Regions from separate parts of the Bombyx mori genome. Here region 2 is linked to region 1. Evidence: chromatin contacts called from public Hi-C data. All regions are on one chromosome and are shown on one strand. Each heading gives the region's core, a stretch centred on a gene start, on an enhancer-like site or on the middle of the called end of the contact. The rest is flanking DNA. Distances are from core to core; before and after follow the strand shown. Region 1 overlaps LOC101739440 (limbic system-associated membrane protein). Region 2 overlaps LOC101739440 (limbic system-associated membrane protein).

The links. A called contact is a pair of places that touch in the nucleus more often than the background predicts.
Region 2: a Hi-C map of whole pupa shows a contact between it and region 1, with 6 times the contacts expected there. The contact joins two enhancer-like sites. A contact is called at or near these places in 2 of 7 Hi-C or Micro-C datasets (middle silk gland and whole pupa).

What each region holds. Positions count from the first base shown.
Region 1 is chr24:2,261,422-2,268,990 of ASM3026992v2, reverse strand. All of the region lies in intron 2 of LOC101739440 (limbic system-associated membrane protein), which reads left to right. Among protein-coding and RNA genes, the nearest start is that of LOC101739440, 79 kb to the left of the region's middle. Within about 2 kb of position 4,435, at least 1 of the 8 cell types and tissues checked has open chromatin away from gene starts, as enhancers often do.
Region 2 is chr24:2,326,760-2,333,405 of ASM3026992v2, reverse strand. All of the region lies in intron 1 of LOC101739440 (limbic system-associated membrane protein), which reads left to right. Among protein-coding and RNA genes, the nearest start is that of LOC101739440, 14 kb to the left of the region's middle. Within about 2 kb of position 3,010, at least 5 of the 8 cell types and tissues checked have open chromatin away from gene starts, as enhancers often do.

The DNA of each region.
Region 1 (7,569 bases), core at 3,186-5,685:
AACGAAAGCAATTCACGACTCTGCAAAAAGACAAAAGGAAACGATCAAATTGAATTTTATATTTTCGCGTTAACGAATTTAAGGTTCGTTTTCGCTTGGCATGTATTTTGTGAGTGGTAGCTGTATTGTTGAATGTCAAAAAACGATAAAATCGGTACTGCGAGTGCTCATTTCGTGTAATCTTTAAATTTGTGAACACAAAGTCGGCATTTATTTCTTTTTTCTCGCGTTTTTTTGTCCGAATTTCTAAGTCGTGTTACCTGCTAAGGTAAACTTTGTGTGGCTTCCATTATAAAAAAAATGCTCTTGAAACTAAGCCGGTAGAGTTGAATATTGTCTGATTCACTAAAGTTACCGCAGCGTTTTCTGGCAATTCAAATTGACTTTGGCGCCGAATAAATACGTTTAGTTTTTATTGCACAGATAAAAGGGTGAGAGATAAAATACCTTGTCGCGAAAATTAAGGCACTGGGTTAGAAATTCTTAAGACGGCGTAATAGAATTTATGAAAATTTAATACTTTCTTTACATTTAAAAAAAATAGAACAAAAACTTCGACTTAGGGCCCAAAGAAAGGGCTGGTAGTACTTTTCTCCTGTGTTATAAACGTTGAACACATACTCTTAAGGGACTAGAATATTGGATTATCCAACTAATATTCGGCTCGGAATTCCCTCCATGCCCTTACCTAAGCACTAAGACACGTGCCACTTCAAACAAGGCTTGGAGCGGTTTAGCTTTGCGACTCCTTTAGGTAAGCATTTACTGGACTGCATTTGAAGACTCTTTTACTGGTGGTAGAACCTCTTGTGAGTCCGCGCGTGTAGGTACCACCACCCCACCTATTTCTGCCGTGAAGCAGTAATGCGTTTCGATTTGAAGCGTGCAGGCGTTGTAACTATACTTGAGAACTTAGAACTTATCTCAAGGTAGGTGGTGCATTTACGTCGTAGATGTCTATGGGCTCCAGTAACCACTTAACACCAGGTGGGCTATGAGCTCGTCCACCCATCTAAGCAATAAAAAAAAGACAGCTAGAAAACTTCAAAGAAACTAGGTCACACGAGGAACTCAACCCAGCTCCCGTGGTTCCGTAGATTAAGTTCCATAATCAATCACTAGAAGATCAAATTAAGGACGATGCTGTTTGCGGTGACGAATCTTGCACACACATCACTCCCAAACGCAAATGCAGCAATCGATCGATTTCACAAACAGCCTACCCATTGATTAGCGTATCTTGAAAAATATCTACTTTCGTATTTAGCATCAACTACGAATCATGAAACGTGATGGATCGTTTAGCGTTACGTTATGTCCTGCTCATGAATTGGCACGAGGGCTTTTTTGTTATATTTTGGAATGCCCGACGATAAAGAAGTCATCGAATCTTTGGATATTCTATCAAAATGTTTTTCGTGTAAATAGACCTCTCACGCGCCTAAAGAAGTTTCACTTCAAAAACCAAAGAACAATAAATACTATTTAGTAAACACAAAACAAGATTTAAATACGAATATCTATAACATTGTGGGGTATAAGACAAAGGGAGGATCTTCCGTCGGGCCAAGGGCGGATCCAGGGGGGGGGTCATGGGGTCATGACCCCCCCTGAGCTGGTTCCAGGACCTAGATGGACCACATATTGAACATAATGATTTTAGGACACAATATATTGTTGCTCCTTAATTAATTTAATATATTAAAATAACTTTGTATGATAGCAAATGTTTGGGAACGAACGCATTGAAAATTTGAATTTTACCGCGCCACACTCGCGCGCGCTTGTCGACTACGTAAAGTCTAACTAGGCCTAACCTCAATCGGAATCGGAACGAATAAACTTCAACATATCATAACATAGTTCTAAGTTAAAAAACTAAAATTTCTTTCTAGCTTTAATGTGCTTATAAGTGTACCTTTATAAGTATTCTTAAAAATTGTTACTGTAAATTCATTAATTACAAGAAATGGTAAGTAATCAGTTTGTCATTATCCCAGTGTGTGTGTTTTAAGTTAAATGTTATTGTTGTTAATGCTCATAAAGTACCCCATAGGTAGATATGTAGGTACCTACTAACTGAAAGAGTCCTGCGTGACTTATGTACCTACTTATATATATTTTTTGGACGAGAGAGATTGAAGAGCATAAGGTTACTGACCCAACCTAATAAAATCTTAGATAAATTCACACAATGAAATCAAGTGTATCGTCGTGACCACATTGATTTTAATGCTTTTAAAAATAAAAGCTTTTAAATGTGTACAAGTTATTATGTGTTAAGTTTTTCAAGTGTACAATAAAGAATAAATATTTTTAAGTACAGTACTTACGTACATTAATAAAATACCTACTTTTTACTTGTATCTATTGTTATCAAAATTAAATTATAAGTTCTTGATTTGACTATGACTATGTGACCCCCTCCTGGCACCAAAGCTGGATCCGCCCTTGCGTCGGGCGGGTGATATTGCTCGGTAGACCGATGGTCCGAATGTTGTTCTTTTTCCTACCTATTCTAGTAACCTCGAGGGGTTATTCTAGATTCACCGAGCTAGTAGGTGAGCTCACGGGGCTCAAACCAGGAGTGTTGCTAACACTAGTCCTAGCAAGAGCAGTGCTTCGCAGAATCTACTACCGGATCGGAAACGAGACCCACTGAGAAGATCCGGCAAGAAACTTAGTGTCTATGGGTTAATTTACTCGTCGAGCACTTCGCCACAAGCGACGGGTTCGGCGAGGACGGTGACCGGTGCTCGTGGTACCTAAAAGCACCGTTAATGGAGGATCCGTAATGACGTGCGGCTGGTTGATGTTCGGAACTTGCATATATGCAAGCTTCTATTGAAAATATCGTAAGCGAGATTCAGGCGTCTGTCAAATATCTTGTGTTCTATGATCGCTACCGCAACAATATAATGATATTTAACATATAACATAATCTTTAATATTTAATGATATTTCTGAAATGAATATACTGTCAAGTAATTTACTAGTTCACTCGACCCTCGGTCTTATTTAAGGCATCTGTTACTTAGCTCATCTTACTGTGCTTTTCTAGCATTTTCTAGCCTCGGTTGAGGAATATTTCATAATGCTCAGAAAATATGCACTAGAATTTGCAATGCCAGGTGGTATGATCCAAAAACGAACTCTTGAAATGCACTGCGGGTGAGTCCATTCAGGTAGTGGACACGAAATATGTTGTGGTGTTAGCTATAAAAAAAAATACCAAAACTATTGAAGCAGCAATGGTACACTAGAGTATATAATTTCATAGGAATAAAGCTTTACAAAGCTCGCGCGTCCGTCAGCTGCGCCCGGTGCTCTTCCTAAAACAGACGTAAATCTATTTCTGAAGCGTGCCGCCCGACGGTGACCATGATTCGGGAATGCTTTGGACGAATTCCGGACTGAAGGAATTGAAGTATTTATTAACTACTAACTGACCCGGCAGACTTCGTAGTGCCTTAATCGATAAATAAAAGACACATCAAGGGGACACATCAAAGGAAAAACAAAATTGTTATTTTTGTATTTAATTCCGAGCATTTTCATATTTATCTACCTTTTAAAACTTCTCTGGACTTCGACAAATAATTCAAGATCAAAATTAGCCAAATCGGTCCAGCTGTTCTCGAGTTTTAGCGAGACTAACGAACAGCGATTTATTTTTATATAATATATAGATAGATAGATAATGTCGCCTTAGGACCAAAGTATTCGTTTGTTACAGCGTCTAGAGGTTGTTACAAGACATGGTAATAGTTTAAAAAGACTTAAGATTTGTAAGATTTGTGACGTAAAACTAAAAATTACTAAACTTAGTATTATTTCATTATCGATTAGAGAGAGTATAAAATAAAAGGGGAAAAGGCCTAGGGGTGGACGTCCCAAACGATGGTTGGACCAAATAGCCGAGGAACTGAAAATACCTGTCAGCGACGCACTCCACCAATATACAGAACGGGGTCGATGGAGACAGCTGGTTGACGGAATCAAACGGAGTCACGATCCTCAGCAATGTGGGACCGATCGAAGAGAGAGAAAGGGAGTGACTATAAAAATAAAGTATTCCTTACCATTCGTGTTTGGATGGGGGGTTGCTAATAAAGATAGACAACAATGTTAAAAGAGACTTATGCCAATAGGCACACTGAGCTGAGAGAGATTCTGTAAAATATACAAAGATTGAATCAAATGTCCTAAAAGTCCCTAATAAAGGACTCATTGATTGATTGATTGATTGATTGATTGACCATTCATGTTAGTAAATGCTTATAACTCCCGTTTCGATGCAATGGAATATTTGTCAGAAAATTATCCGTAAATTTGTTAAAATTTTGGTCAAGCTACGCAGACATCAATACGCATACCTCGATATTCACAATTGATACCCACCCATAGAGCATCGCACAATGCTTTTGTGCGTATAACTTTACTTAGTAATTGCATAGAATCATTTTTGGATGTTTCTAGAAATTTCTTTTAAATTATTGAAATGGTTGTATCCTGTTCGTTGTTTGTATGTATTTATGTTTCTATTTTGTTTAAAGTTCTTAGTTTTTTTTTCCCTATCTATGCTGATAGCTTTAAGAGGCTATTTCAGCATCTTGACGTGTAGGTGAGCTCACGGGACTCAAACCGGAAGTGTTGCTAGCACTGGCCCTAGCAAGAACAGTGCTTCGTAGAATCTATCACCGGATCGGAAACGCGACCCACTGAGAAGATCTGGCGAGAAACTGGGCTGTGCTGTGGGTTAATTTACTCGTCGAGCCCTTCGTCGCAAGCAACGGGTTCGACGAGAACGATGACCGGTGCTTGAGGTACCTAAAAGCATCGTAAATGGATCTGGAGGATCTGTAATGACGTGCGGTTGGTTGTTGTTCGGAACTTGCATATATGCAAGCTGATATTGAAAACGTCGTAAGCGAGATTCAGGCATCTGTTAAATATCTTATGTTCTATGATAGCTACCGCAACAATATAATGATATTTAATATATAATAATTATATAAAACTTAAATTCAACGAGGACGGTGACCGGATAGAACCAGATACAATAAAAGCTTAGTTTTCTCATTTTACTCTAACTCTTTCAACTCTAAGCTCACTGTTTCCAATGGTTCTCCTAAAATATTTTCTTCGGATATTAGTGAGTTGTAGACATAATGAAATATAAATAGTTTCACGACTCAGTCTGGTGTTTTTTTATTGTCATTACATTATTTCGGACGGCAGAGCTATTGTTATCCTTCGATATTATGCTTCGATTTCGTTACGATACTGCTATAAAGCATGACCGTAAAAAATTGCAAGATTGAACTGTAAAAGTACTGTATAATCCTATATATAATATAATACTATATCCTAATATAATCTATATAATCCTATAGCTATATAATCTCCTCGTATTATCCTAGTTACATTTACCGGGCCACCCATACAATGACGTCACATCGAACTGGTTACTATCAATCTCCGCAACCTAAGGGTTAAAGTATCCCAGTCAAAATTTGTATCATTAAAGGAATATTTAAGTTGAATAATGTTTTCGAAGCCACAAATTAAAGTACCCTACTTTTCGGGACCACCTACATCAAGTACTGTTGCGTGCAAAAGTGCTTAACAGTAAAGATCTTCGAAGCATAAATAAAATTCATTATACGAATCGAGTTATTAGACGTTATATGTTACCAGACCCAAGATCCCGCGGTAGGTCCAAGAAATTCTAATTGGATGTGGTAAAGACCGATGTGGAAGATAACCTCACCCAAAAGGATGCCGAAGACCGGGCAAAGTGGAGGAATTTAAATAGGAAAGTGGAGCTTGGCACTAAGCCGGGAAAACGCTTGGAAGAAGAAGAAGATACGAACGTTATTTTGTTCGTTGAAATTCAGCTTAAGGCGATAATTTCTTTACACTTAAGTCTTCGATGGTACATTCACAGAGCCTAAAATTATATACTGGAGATGTGTGACCCACATTGTTCTTTTTGATATATTAATGACGAATGCTCTATAAAAAATCTGAAATAGTGCGTATGATCACACATTTCTTTGATTTCGTGAGAGAAATTAGTTATACCAAGAACGGGAAAATTTTATATAGGGATACACATTAAGTAGGCTTAAGTTATTAATTTGTGTGTTAAAATGAGACAAAAATTAACCTAGTTCCTGAACGATAAATACTTAATTCAGCTGATTTTATTGCCACAGCTCTTACTAGGGCTAGTGTTAGCAAATTCTCTTAGCCCGTGAGCTCACCTACCAGTCTGCGAGAAACTTGGCTACCTTGGCTACCGCGAATAGGTAGGAAATTAAAATTTAAAAAAAGGTTATTACTTCATTGTAGAAGTGGTTCGTGAGCACGTATGCCCATGAGGTCGTATAATTTAGACCATAACAACGACAGATGCACCCAGTCATGTTTCCAAGAAAGGTGAGATAATGCAAGGACGATAAAGGATCTTCATTGTGTGTAGAACAGCCGTTATTTTGTGATAAAACACGATAAATAAACAATGAATGTGAACGTCTCTGTAAATTTTTTTATCTAGAGGCCAATATTCATTCCGTAGGTACTTAATGAACAATATAGTGGAATAACACTTCACTGTTTAATTTACTTTAGAAATTTTCTTCTTAAAGGTGGCTGCCCCATCCTTCAAACCAAAACACATTAGTGCTTCACGGCAGAAATAGGCAGGGTGGTGGTACCTACCCGTGCGGACTCACAAGAGGTTCTACCACCAGTGATAACGCAAATTATAATTTTCTGGGTTTGATTTTTATTACACGATGTTATTCCTTCGCCGTTGAAGTCAATCGTGAACATTGATTGAGTACGTATTTCATTAGAAAAATTGGTACCCGCCTGCGGGATTCGAACATCGGTGCATCGTTCAACACGAATGCACCGGACGTCTTATCCTTTAGGCTACAACAACTCACTACACGTAAGCACGAGATGCGTAGCCAGAAGAGAAGAAGCGCCGGGTGGTAAAACTAACTACTAATCACAAGATTACTTGGCCAGGAGTTAAGGAGGAATCATCATCATCATCGTCATCAACAGCCCACAGTCGTCCATTGCTGGACATAGGCCTCTCCCAATCCACACCACTGAGCTCGGTCTGCGGCTCTCCTCATCCACTTCTTGCCGGCCTCCGTGCGGAGGTCATGGCACCATCTAGCCAGGGGGCGTCCCACGTTACATCAAGGAGGAAGAAACATCTTTATTAGGACGATAATTTAATAATAAACAATTAGAAAATGAAGTCATAAATCAAACCTTTAATAATGCATGAAAATTTACGACAGAGAAAGTGTTCAAGCAAACTAACATCAAATGGAAATCGAAAGTGTTGATTAACTGTTTGGCTTAAGGCAACAGTTACTTGTCGCTTTCGTGGTAACACTTAATCTGGCGGGCTAGTGAGAGACGAGAGATATGACCTTGCAACTATCCAAGTATTTGGGGACACGGATTTCTGAATGGACGACCCAGATTCAATTCAGAAGGGATTCCTTCACTAAATCAATTCAGAAGCATGACTCTGTAGCA
Region 2 (6,646 bases), core at 1,761-4,260, 66 kb before region 1:
AAAAAATTAGGTTGCCAATTCAGAAAAACATCAAGTAATTTTCGACCTAAATATCATGTTGCCGTGAAAACGTTTTAATCGATCGATAAAAAACCGGTACTTGAATCGGTTAAGGTATCGAGGTAACCGCTGGTACGGGACAAACAAAAACCGACATTCGCCAAATTCGTACACGGAAAATCCTTAAAGTTTCGTGTGGTTTTTATTGTGGTGTAATTTCTCTTTATAAGGTTCACCGACCTTGATTATGCAAATAATTAATGAATATTTACGGTATTGCATTCGCATTTCGTGTTTCAAAAAAGGAATCGGATAATTGTTTTTATTTCGCGCATTTGGCGCATGACGCGAAAGTGCTTGATTGAAGGTTGTGTAATAGGGTTGAAGGGCTATATATTTTTAAGGGACATTTTTGCAACTTAACAGCAAAGCTTAAAATTTGGAAAAAATACCATAACAAAAAAAACTTCTTCAGCTATTTGAAGGGTTTAAACGCAATTGAAGTTCAATTAAAAACTGCTAGTGCAATGCTAATATGAGGATAATATTATGCTAATCTATCTTCTGTCTATCTATACCTATATATATAAAAATGAATTGCTGTTCGTTAGTCTCGCTAAAACTCGAGAGCGGCTGGACCGATTTGGCTAATTTTGGTCTTGAATTATTTGTGGAATTCCAGAGAAGGTTTAAAAGGCAGATAAACATGAAAATACGCGGGATTAAATAAAAATAATAATTTTGTTTTTCCTTTGACGTGTCCCCCGTCGGACGGATTCATATTGTTTGTTTTAAGTTTATTTTATACAAAAGTTTAGATCTTTTATTTATCGATTGAGGCACTACGAAGTCTGACGCGTCGTTAGTACTAAATAAAACGGACCTTTAATTACAAAGCTAAATGTCGCGTATTAAGCGAAATATCGCTTAAGCCGAATAGCATTTAACCTCTGGATATATTAAAATGTAAATTTATCCAAAACGACATATGGCATTCTGACCCTAAAATTAATCTGGTGTAGTAAAATTGTTGAGCTCACTAAGCTAATCTAACTGATAAATTAAACTTAAAAAGGTTCATCATAGAAAACCACCTTTCAGTATGTAATCAATTTCTTTAATTATAATCTCTTATTACGAGTGTTCTGACTTAACATGCGTCGCTTAAAAGGATTTTACATTAATAAAGGAACACGCGCGAATTTATTATAACTATAAAATTTTTCATGCTGTTTTAAATTTTTTTTTTTTTAAATTTAGACGTTACAAAATTACGGTTTTCGTGGTGACTGACATATGTATTTACGTACGAAAACCGATGAAAACATTACGATCGAATCGTAAAATAATTATAATTAATCCAGTCATTTTAATTGATCATCTCCTTTTTATCATCGCACCTTCCGCCATCGGAGCAGAGTTCATCCATATTATCTGAAGCCACTGCGTCCATCCACCGTGCGTTTCCAGAGATATTTTTTGCCACGCACCATCCGGCTATGGAATGAGCTCCCCCCACGGTGTTTCCCGAGCGCTATGACATGTTCTTCTTTAAAAGAGGTAGCGGCTTGGCTCTGCCCTGACATTGCTGAAGTCCATGGGCGACGGTAACCACTCACCATCAGGTGGGCCGTATGCTCGTCTGCCTAGAAGGGCAATAAAAAAAATAAAAAAAACAGTAATGTACTTTCTCGGTACACCCTAAAACCGTTCGAAAGTATAAGATCAATGACATGTTCAATTGACAGTTCTCGTCGGCCGCTAGTGCTGGGACATAAAACCGGTTATGTAGATCGATCCGAGTTGTTGATTCACCGCCACCCGTGCTCGTAATCAATGGAATATCGAAGAGATACTCGTTTTTGTTTGGTACCGCGTTTGGTTTTGCGAGATTATTTATTTTTTACTAGCTGACCCGGCAGACTTCGTAGTGCCTCAATCGATAAATAAAAGACCGACGGGGGACACATCAAAGGAAAAACAAAATTGTTATTTTTATTTAAATTCGGAGCATTTTCATATTTTTCTACCTTTTAAACCTTCTCTGGACTTCCACACTTGAATTTTTTCAAGACCAAAATTAGCCAAATCGGTTCAGCCGTTCTCGAGTTTTAGCGAGACTAACGAACAGCAATTCATTTTTATATATAGAGATTGGAGCGTAATCATTGAAACGAATGCGCGACAGTAATTTTCTTTGCGCTGTCTGTATTGCTGTAGACAAGTTGTACTAGTGATGGGCTGTGACGAGTCAGTACCATTGTCAATCCTATACGTTACGAGTAAGGTAGGTACCGTGTTTTTTTTATTACTTAGATGTGGTAGAGTGGACGAGCTCACCGCCCACCTGGTGTTAAGTGGTTTCTGGAGCCCATAGACATCTACAACGTAAATGCGCCACCCACCTTGAGATATAAGTTCTAAGGTCTCAGTATAGTTACAACGGCTGCCCCACCCTTCAAACCGAAACGCATTACTGCTTCACGACAGAAATAGGCAGGGCGGTGGTCCTACCACCAATAAATCTTTAGAGTCTCTCTAACAGAGGTCGGCATCTTCGAACATAAAATTCGATTATTACTCTCAAGGGAATATGCATTTGATCTTTCCACTATTTATAAATCAATTACTAATCGGTTTGGCCTTCGCTTGGACTGTAGACTTTGTTGGAACTTCGTTGGGTGAAACTTTAAAGTACCATAGTACGCATAGTGCGCGTGGGTCTCAAGTACTATAGTACGCACTAGTGGGCTTCCTCATTCCAGCAAGCAACTCTGCGTTCCAATTTGTAGGGGGGCGGGAAGCTAAGCACAATTGACATTTCGACCTCATGTCTGTCATTTACAACAAACATCATTAATGTCATTGACCAAACACTCGGAAGCGTTTACACACATAACCGCAATCTTACATTCGTGATCACGCATGGCGATTTATTTACGTGTAGTATCGATAATATTGTGTATTTATAGTAAAAATCGATAGCGTTCCCGCTCAAAGTCAATTCTAATCGATAACTTATCTTGCATTACGTCAACTGCCCGTCAGACAGCGTGACAACCGGCCGAGATCAGTGTGTATATTGCGAGTTTTTAATAAGCTTTTATTAGCTTCAGACGTATGTATGTTTGTAACGGAATCTTTGAACATGATTTTGACCCTCTTCAAAACGTCGGATTAACTAGAAATTTGGTATACTTATTAAAGGATAGATGACAAATCAATATTAAAAAATAAAATAAAAAAAATGATAGTTTAAATTAATTATTAAAAACAGTGCAAGAAAAAATGATTTTATTGTAAAAAAAGCGTGTTTTTAATTCAAATTTATTTTCTATATTTTAGTTGGATTTTCTATAAAAGCGTATTTTGTTATTTTTTTAAACTATTATTTATTTAACATTCTCGGTAGCGTAAAAGTTAATTCAAATTTGTATGCAGTTGGAACAGCGCCCCTAGCGGCAAACTTAGGCGAACATTCCAACTCCATACAAATTTGAGTTAACTTTTACGTTATCGAGAACGTTAAAAAACTCTCACTAAGCACACCGGTCGTAGCCGTAAATCTGTAAAGCGTACATACAACACTTTAGTTCACTACTTTTTATTTATTGGATACATGGGTGAAAGAGCTCACGGCCCATTTGATGTTAATTGGCGGCTCATAGACATCTACAACGTAAATTCCGCCACACACCTTGAGATATGAGTTCTAAGGTCTCAGTATAGTTACAACGGCTGCCCCACCCTTCAAACCGAAACGCATTACTGCTTCACGGCAGAAATAGGCAGGGCAGTGGTACCTACCCGTGCGGACTCACAAGACGTCCTACCACTATTTCTTAAGCGACTAGGAATCGTCTAGATTAGGGCGCCCTATGGTTTTTGGGTTGTTGGCCAGATGCGCTAACTTTTTTACTGTCATTGAAGATACACGAACTTTTTACCATTTAGCCACCACTCAAGCAATGCCAGGGTATTAACTGAGTCATTGCCTATCGCTTAAAGTAAATTTTTCGCCTCCTAGACGCGGGGACCTCGCAGAGTTTCAGTCCCCAGCCTAGAAAAACAAGGGGTATTTTTTAATTCCAGGGCCGAATGGGAAGTCGCTAAAAAAACTGTCGAAACCACAGAGAATACACTTCCCTATTGCAATCAAATACGTTTTCTTTATCGGTTCGATTAATTATTATTTTTTAAGGAAATAAAACTGTTTTTTTTATTATCGTAGAATAGTGATAAACCTTGACCTCACCGAATAATAAGTTCCGTGGAAAACTATCGGACTACTATGTGACTATGATTATTATTGATTGTGCTTGTTTAATAATATTATACTTAGTATTTCGCTATTCGCAAAACGATTTCGTGGAATTATTGTGTTTGTATTTCATACCGAAATGTTCATAGCTTTCGAGATTCACTGGGAGATTTTCTGGGATTCGACTTGTCTTTAGCTGCACTTTTTACAGGATATTTCCAAAGCTTCGAGTATTTTACAGTTTTCGTAGTAGTGGACGGCTCAAATGTTATACGTCGGATATTTGAATAATCTCGTAGCTACCGTCTATTTTGGAAAAAAAGATTCTAGACTTTTAAATTATATTTTGCAAAGAATACTTAAATGAATACGGTGTTGAGGACGGTCAGTTTATTTGATTCCGGTTCTCATCTTCACTCTTAAGAATACTCCAAATATTAGATATGCGGAAACAATCTTCTCTATTAAAATTAGGCAGTTTTTATTATTTATTTTTATCACATCGCGCAGAATACTTAGCGAACATTTGGATTATCTCAAATCTTATGAAACCGTTGGCACCTCTGCCCTGATCATGTTGACAAACTAAAAGAATAAAACAATTACATGTCTAAATGTGAAATTAAATTGAAAATCAAGAAATTAAATCCAATAAGTCCATTACAATCTCGTACTGGCCAAACATCATTCATCTAAAGATCATAAATAATAATAAATAATTGTGAACACATTACCTACGGCCATCTAGCCCCAAATTAAGTTTCCCTGTGTTGCGGGTACCAGAGGCTGACATACATACTTATATACGTTTCAATATATACATATCTAGATAATAGACATCCAGACAGAGCAAACAACCCACACGAATGTTTGCCCGATGTGAGAATCGAACCCACGACCCTCGGCGCCGCAGTCAAGAGCGCTAACCAATGCGCCACCGAGTCCCTCATTTTATTCGTACTTCCTCGTTTTTCTTGCCTTTAAATATGACTCAGCGCATAAAACCGCTCTCTTTCGATCCATACACACAACAACCTTATTTATTTATTGTGAAATATCTCGAGCTCCCAGAGGTTAATAGAACAACTCATATATGATAAAGTCAATTATTATTTTATATTATAAAGAGGAAAGATTTGTTTGTTTGTTTGTATTGAATAGGCTCCGAAACTACTGGACCGATTTGAAAAATTATTTTTCCATTAGAAGCCGACGTTGTCCCTGATGAACATAGGCTACTTTTTTTAATTTTTTTTTATTTTATTTTTTTGGTTTCATGTGTGTTTTAATGTTTCCGAAGCGAAGCGAGGGCGGGTCGCTAGTTTATATTATAAAGAGGAAAGATTTGTTTGTTTGTTTGTATTGAATAGGCTCCGAAACTACTGAACCGATTTTAAAAATTATTTCACTGTTTGGAAGCTACACTATTCCCGAGTGACATAGGCTATATATAATCTTCTTTGAATAAAATTAGGGATCGTTACTAAAACTCCAATAATGTAAACCAAGGTGTAAAAAAATTACCTAAACGTCGAACTAATCAATAAGTGTTCTTTTATTTAAAAAAACAAAACAACGTCAAATATCGTTGAAATTTTTGTTAAAGACCCGAGCGGAGCCGGAACGGGCCGCTAGTATATGATAAAGTCAATAAACTTAAGATTTATCGGTATTTATTTTAATGTTTAGAGTTATTGATTGTGAAGAAGACTGTACTTGCGATTCACCTATACGTATGCGTGTTTTGAATAAGGATAATTTCAGTAATCTCTAGAAGTTTTAGTGAGGACCGCGAAGAAATAAACAGTCTTCAACAGGGGCTCTATTATGCATGGGGCTATTTTTACTAGTGGTAGGACCTCTTGTGAGTTCGCTCGGTGGTACCACTACCCTATTTCTGCCGTGAAGCAGTAATGCGTTTCGGTTTGAAGGGCGGAGCAGCCGTTGTAACTATACTGAGACCTTAGAACTCATATCTCAATTTGGGTGGCGGAATTTACTTTGAACATAACATAGCACCAGGTGGGCTGTGAACTCGTCCACCAACCTATGCAATAATAATAAAAACTACTTAATCAAAGCTAGGGACTTTATTATTTATAGTAACAGAGTGTTCTGGTCATTTTGATCAAGCTGGAAATATGTAAGATCAAAACACAGCGTACTATTTGTAGGTTGCAACTGTATTTGTTAACAACGGGGTTATCGCTTGAACTTTTCGAACGGAATGAAAGTGGTAAGGCAAATCGGACATTGATTATTTCATTCGTAAAATTGTTATGAAATTGAGTTTGGTATTGACGTGACTGGATGTAGGTACTAGCCTCCAGCCTTCGGTAAGAAAAATGGCGAAGGTTTTATTTTTTGTATTTGTCCGGTCAATTT